Regions from separate parts of the Bos taurus genome. Here region 1 is linked to region 2. Evidence: chromatin contacts called from public Hi-C data. All regions are on one chromosome and are shown on one strand. Each heading gives the region's core, a stretch centred on a gene start, on an enhancer-like site or on the middle of the called end of the contact. The rest is flanking DNA. Distances are from core to core; before and after follow the strand shown. Region 1 has its middle 32 kb from the start of CYP11A1. Region 2 overlaps UBL7 (ubiquitin like 7).

Region 1 (3,280 bases), core at 258-2,757, 76 kb after region 2:
TGATTGATTCTTGGATAGAGTCAAACTAATTTCTTCCCCTTCCTCCCACAGGTTGGCATTTGCATATTAGTTTGCTTGAAGCAGTACCCTGCTACAAGAGGGCAGTGTATATCTTCTTGATAGTTAAGATCATTGATCATTTTCTGCTTTTACAGGTGTGATAAGCTTTGACCCCAAACACATTTCTGCAAACGTCCTTATCCACCGGCTAAGGCTAACATTGCCCACTCACACCCCCAGTGGTGGGGCTCACCTGTCAGTATCCTTAAATTCTCTCTCTCTCCCTGTCCTACAGCTTGATGTGAAAGTAGATAGTAGAGAGAGTGTCTGTTTTGCTTAAAGCTCTATCTCCGGTGTCCGCCCACCACAGGCTGTGGCACATAGTCGACGCTCAGTACATGTGTGTGGAATGAGTAGTGCACGCATAGTGACCAGGTGGCCATGTTGCCCCCCTGCTCCATCCTCCCCCTCTACAGACACTGTGAAAAGCCAAAGGACACCACTGAAGGTAGGGGTTCTGTGCTGAGCGCTGGCTGTGCGAAGCTAAGTGCGATGTATCCGTGAACCCTGGGGAAAGATTCTTTTAAAAGGGAATGATGAAGGTAAAGAGGGCATGGCTGCTGTGAGAGGTGGAGGGCAGGTTGGAAAAGGTCTGGACACCTATCTGGTTCAGCTGGTGGTAGGTCAGTGAGATCAAGGAGAGGGGAGGCAAGAGACCCGGGAGAGCCCCCTAGTTCTGGAAGTGACAAGGCTACCAGAGGGAGTCTGGAGCTTGGTCTTTCCGCAACACACCTGTGCTTGGGGACAACGTGGCCGATGCTCACCCCAGGTGCGGATCAACTCTGTATCTCCCGCCCTGGCCTCAGCGAAACACCTGAGGTCCGTGCATTGTCTCCAAGCGTTTTTCTCCCGGTTTTCACATCTCTCAGCCACGCCCTTGATCCCACCCCCTCACCCCCAACCAATGCGAGAACCCCAGCAACCCCCCACGCCCAATGAGGAGCTTCTCGACTGAAGCCCCGCCCCACCGTCTCCACCTGCGGCCGAGGCGTGTGGATTGTTCAGATGCTGGGTCAGCTGCGGTCTTTTGCAGAAGCTCCGGCCTTCGCTTGAGCCACCTCGTCCCACCCTAGGGTGGCGGAGGGCCCGGCAACTTTGTGCCTGTGCCAGTCGTAGGCCCCGGGGCCCAGCGGGAGCTGCCGGCAGGGCACAGATTTCAGGAGCAGGGCAGGGGAAGGAGCTGTGGCGCGGGCTGTAGCTTCAACCGACTCCTGGATCCCTTTGACGGGCCTCAGGCTCGTCTGATAAATGGGGTTTTTCGGCTGCCGGGATCCGCTCTGGGACCATATAGGCATTACTGCTAGACGAGACTTCATAAACCAAAAAGGCTGGGACCCGCTGTCCTGTGCCCTCCCTGGCTCTGCGTAGACTCAGCCTCTCTTCTGTCCTCTGCCTCCCGAGCCCACTGTCCTCAAACCCTGGCCGCTGAACTTCCCAATTCCATGCTGTTGCCGTGGGCTTTGGCTCCACCTAGTGGCACAATGTTTAACTTCCGAGGTGCTGACGCTGTGGGACGAGGGGGGCGGCTGGTACACTCGGTACCTTAAAGAGATGGGGCGGGGGCGGGGGGCTGACAGAGTGACATTTCTCTGCCTCGGCCCTTGCTGCAGACCAGGCTGAGGGCTGCCTCAGCCCAGGCCCTCCCTCCTGTTCCGAGGGGAGGCTGGGGTACTGGGAGAGGTTCTTGCCAACCCCAGATGCCCCTGCAGACCCCTCTGCCTCTGTGTGGAGAAAGCTTGGGTAACATCACGCGGGTGTTCCGAGAACTAGTGCCCCTGTCTTTCCTGGCTACATCACTCCCACCCCCGCCTCCATCCCTGGGTGACACCTAGCTGCTGCTGCTGTCCCAGGGCCACCCCAATCCTGGGAGATCCTCCTTCCCTTCCCCTGAGTACTGGCACACAGTCCAGCTCTCTTCCCACCTTTCTTCCTGCCCTCATTCCAGCTCCGTCTCAATGATTTTCTCTCCCCAGCCTCTCCCTCCTCTCCTCTCTGCATCTACCCCAACAGCCCTCTGTCTGCCTTTCCACATCCTCCCTGTAGGGCACTGTCTTTGTGTCAGGGAGAAACCTCACAGCCCACTAGCCCCGGGGTCACCTTCCTGGAACACGGAGGCTGTAGTCCCCAAATACGTTCAGGCAGCTGATCTGTGACTGGCTGTGAAAACCAGGGCAAGTGGTCCCCTCCCTTCTGCCCCCTCTACTCACCCTCCTTGGGAGGGTGGAGGCACCTATGCCAACTTCCAAGGCTGGCTTGTCTCAACCTCTGTGCCCTTAGCAGGTCCAGCCACTGGTTGTAGTAAGGAAGTTCTTTCTTTTATGATGTATGACATGACATGATGTGACCTGCTTCCATCTCTGCTCTTAACTGGCCCGTTGTCTTCTTCATTGGGAGTAGACTCTGACTTCACAGTCTAACCAAGGTCCTGTTTGTCTTGTGTGTGTGTTTATAAAGGGATGTATGCTTCAGGTGGAGGATAGGCAAGACGTATTGGCCCAGGTTGCTCATATATTGCCCACAAGAGCCTCCACAGGGGCATCATTTGAATATTTGACAGCTGGAAAAAAAATTACCTGCTCTAAAATAAGAACACTGCAAAATTGAAATCAATAAATCCTTAATCAAATGTCCAACTGTAACATTATATCAACCTCATTAATTGTTAAATTTAGTATTCATGAAACTTTCATTACATTTGAAGGAATGTGTGGGTTGGGTTTTTCTCATTTTACAAGAATTCCCCAATTGTAATTTAAATCAGTTACTCCTAGCCAAATGGTTTCAAGAGCAAAATTATAAATATCCTTTCAACAATTTTACAGAGGATTTTTAATATTTTAATATGTTTGCACTGATTTGGGGTGAAGCCATCAAAAATAAAAAATGTCTGGTCTTATAAAGGTCAAAAACTGTGCTTTGTCTTGCAGGAGGCAGTGAGGCTGCTGGGGTGGGGTGGGGCACAGGAAGGCCCGGAGACGCAGGGGGTGGAGTGGGGGGATGGGTGGGAGGGGTGGGGGGTGGAGAGGTGGGGGGCTGACAGTGATGGTGACTTGGAACCTGGCAGGGAGTACCCTGGGCTACTTATTCACCTCTGGAGTTGGGGTACAGGGCTCCTCTATTTACAGGAGTCTTAGGGGTGCCAGAAGGGGCCCACAGAGTAGATGAGGGAAGAGTAGGGATCAAGCTTGCGCTCACTGCGTGGGAAGTCCCTGTGGGTGCT
Region 2 (3,491 bases), core at 272-2,771:
CTGGGGAGTCTCCCCAAGAACTGTTCTTGGAGCAGGGGTGGGGTTCTGAAAACCACTCAGGGCTTCCCCCCTGATCTGGGCACCTCCCTTGTCCAGAGTGCCAGGTCCACGCCCTCAAGCAGCACCCCCAGCTCCCGCCCAGCTTCCCTGGGGTACAGTGGAGCTGCTGGGCCCCGGCCCATCACCCAGAGCGAGCTGGCCACTGCCCTGGCCCTGGCCAGCACTCCGGAGAGCAGCTCTCACACGCCGACTCCTGGTACCCAGGTATGGAGAGAGGGTGGGAAGGTCCAGGCCAAGCCCCCAGGTATGGAGAGAGGGGTGGGAAGTCCAGGCCGAGCCCCCAGGTATGGAGAGAGGGGGTGGGAAGGTCCAGGCCGAGCCCCCAGGTATGGAGAGAGGGGTGGGAAGTCCAGGCCGAGCCCCCAGGTATGGAGAGAGGGGGTGGGAAGGTCCAGGCCAGGCCCCCAGGTATGGAGAGAGGGGTGGGAAGTCCAGGCCAGGCCCCCAGGGAGAAGGGCCCAGTGGTAGAGTGGGTTTACCTTTGCTGATCCTTGTGCTCCATCTGCTTTGATCTGAGCTCTACCTGGAGCCCCAGTGGGTTTCCCACTGCAGCTCAGGCGACCTCCCCTCACCTGCCTTTAGGCTCAGAAGTCTGGGGCTCATCCTAGGCCTGACTGACTCTTCTCAGCAGTTGGAAGAACCTCATGTCGCATAATGGTTCCTTACTTATTCCTGAAAGTGGCCAGGCGTATATCACAGGCTTAAGCATTCCTGGTGATAGTCACTCCAGCCAGCAAAGCCATCTTTCCTCTGCCAGTATGGGTCCTAGGCTCGGTCAGGGGTCCCATTCCATCTCCGTGGAGCAAGAGAGTACAGAACCCTTCCTGCGCACATAGAGAGCTTTAAGGTGGCTCTGTGGCTGTCTCCTGCTGGCCCCTGCTGGGAGGCAGTGGTGAGGCACGCAGGGCACCGTGGGGCGATGTGACGGCAGTGGGTGTGTGCTGGGAGACTGGGGTGGCTCTGAGGGTGGCACTGACCATGGTCTGTCTCTAGGGCCACTCCTCAGGGACCTCCCCAATGTCCTCCAGCGTCCAGTCAGGGACGCCCATCACCAACGATCTCTTCAGCCAAGCCCTGCAGCATGCCCTGCAGGCCTCGGGGCAGCCCAGCCTTCAGGTCAGTCTTCCCCCTTCTGATGTTCACATGGCTTCTTTGGTATTTTGGATGCTGAGCTTTCCTCTGTCCTCCGGAGGCCCGTTCCACTTGGCCTGCTTTGCTGCAGGAACAGCTGGGGCGTGGCAGCGTGACAGGAGAGGGTGCTCCCAGCAAGGGCGGGTGTCCCTGCAGCTTCCACTCCTGCACCCAGTGCCCATGGCCTGGCTCCACTGACCGCCTGGCTTGGGTATTTCAGTGGCTGTTTCAGTTGAGGAGTCATTCGTCCATCCTGTGAGCATTGACTGAGCCTTGAGCCTGTCTGGTCCAAGCTTGGTCCAGCTCCTGGGATAGTGATGAGCCAGTCCTCATTCCCGCCATGGAGGGGCGCCAGACAGTCACTGAACTGAGGAACAACAGGGTGAGAAGCTGGCCCAGGCTTGAGGTCAGGTAAAACTTTTCTGAGAAAGTGGTTTTGTACCTACTGTCAAAGAATTATTTAAGGTTAGCCAGGCAGAGAAGGGGATGTTTGGTTGAGGGGATGTGGTGTCCCGGCAGAGGCAGCTACCTGTGTGAGCGAATGTGGAGGTACACAGGACAGATTGGCAAGAGCAGAGGCAATATCCACGATGAAAGATCCTGAGATGGGGCCAGAGTAAAGCAGAGCAGAAGCCGGAGTGTGAGGGCCTTGAGTGCCTGCGTAAGGAGATGAGGCCTGTCCGGCGGTCACCAGGGAGCGATACCATCCCCCCTGCCTCGTGGAACACAGAAGCTTAGCTAGCAGCTACGTGTGTGACCCAGGGGTTCACATTTTATTGCACGCCTCTGTGCACAAGCTGTTTGCTTTACTCTCTTTTGTTTGCTGCTAAGCCTGGGGCATGAACGTCATTTCTGGAACTGGTCCACGGTCATGAACTGGTCCAGGTCATTAAATGACAGGGACAGGGTCCGGCCCATGTGGTTCTCACTGCCCCATGTGGCTCGGTGGACAGTGAGGGGAGCAGGAGCAGGACCTGGAGACAGTTGGTCTTTTTGGTTCCTTCATCATCTGCAGCCTGATGCTTGTTCATTCTGCTCTTCAGCTCAGAAATCTTTATGTCTCCACCTGGCCTGTAAACGAAACTTGAGGCGGTTTCTGTGGTTTTCTAAAACTCCTCCACATCCTCACCCTTGCTTGCCTGCTTCTTTGAATTTGCATTTCATCATCACTGCCTTCTCCTTCCCACAGTGTGAACACATCCTTTTCCCTAAGGTGCGTACTTCCTCTTTCATGAGTCAGAGATATTGAAAACACTAAATTTCTTTAAATCCATATAGAAGGTCATTCATAGCTGAAAGTCAAAAAATCAAGGAACCATTGTATAAAGAGCAACATATATTTTGAGTTCATAAATGTGAAAATTTCTGCAAAGCAAAGCAAAGCAAACCAACGTACAAAAAGAACAAGCGAAGTCTGAAAGCTGATCACAAACCAGAAAGAAATCTGTAACGCAGACCAGACAAAGGGCAAAACCTCCCTGAATTGAAGTTCTAGTGATTTAGGACCAACAGCTCTGTAGAAAAGCAGGCAAAGGATAGTAACAGACTGTTCACCAAGAAGGAAGTACAGATGGCCTGTAATTCTTTGCAGTCCCATTGCTCGGAATTTATCCCGGAGATGTATGTGCATGCAGAGGGTGACATTTGTACAGAACCAGTCACCACAGCGTTTCTATAACGGCAAAGACTAGAAGCTGCCCTCCTGTGGTACATTTCGGGACATCCACAAGCGTTTTCTATGATACCTTAATATGATAGGAAAAAAGGAGCGATAATAAGAAAAGGGTAAGTATAGGAATGTGTATTTATATTTCCTCAAAGAAAATAAAGTAGGTTATCAGGAATGGGGGAGACGAGTAGATGAGTGTGAGACTTTTCACAGTGTGGTGTTGGTGGTTTAGTCGCTCACTTGTGTCCGACTCTTGCAACCCTACAGGGTGTAGCCCACCAGGCTCCTCTGTCCATGGGATATCCCAGGCAAGAATACTGGAATGAGTTGCCATTTCCTTCTCCAGAGGATCTTCCTGACCCAGGAATCGAACCCGGGTCTCCTGCATTGCAGGCAGCCTCTTGTAGTGCAGGTGGATTCTTTACCAACTGAGCCACCAGGCACTGTGTATCATACTAAAACAACAAAGTAATTTAAAAGTGTGTGTGTGTGTGTGTGTGTATAGATACAGCAGAGAAAGAAAGTAATCTTTTGAAATTTAGACATTGTATACTTTATGCTTTTTCTTTTTGATCTTTATGATACATTTTCCCCTTTTTTTTTTGGAAAAACTTTTAATTTGTTCCTTAAA

Evidence for each region. A called contact is a pair of places that touch in the nucleus more often than the background predicts.
Region 1: a contact with region 2 is called in a Hi-C map of liver, with 2.6 times the contacts expected there. The contact joins two enhancer-like sites. A contact is called at or near these places in 5 of 11 Hi-C or Micro-C datasets (4-cell embryo, blastocyst, liver and 2 more).

What each region holds. Positions count from the first base shown.
Region 1 is chr21:34,295,079-34,298,358 of ARS-UCD2.0, forward strand. No RefSeq gene overlaps it. Among named protein-coding and RNA genes, the nearest start is that of CYP11A1, 32 kb to the right of the region's middle. Within about 2 kb of position 1,508, at least 56 of the 102 cell types and tissues checked have an H3K27ac peak or open chromatin away from gene starts, as enhancers often do. A contact at or near this core is called in liver, where this site is marked.
Region 2 is chr21:34,219,485-34,222,975 of ARS-UCD2.0, forward strand. It overlaps UBL7 (ubiquitin like 7), which reads left to right. Exons shown (of 11, transcript NM_001015573.1): 9 at 97-264; 10 at 1,054-1,176. Among named protein-coding and RNA genes, the nearest start is that of UBL7, 11 kb to the left of the region's middle. Within about 2 kb of position 1,522, at least 13 of the 102 cell types and tissues checked have an H3K27ac peak or open chromatin away from gene starts, as enhancers often do. A contact at or near this core is called in liver, where this site is marked.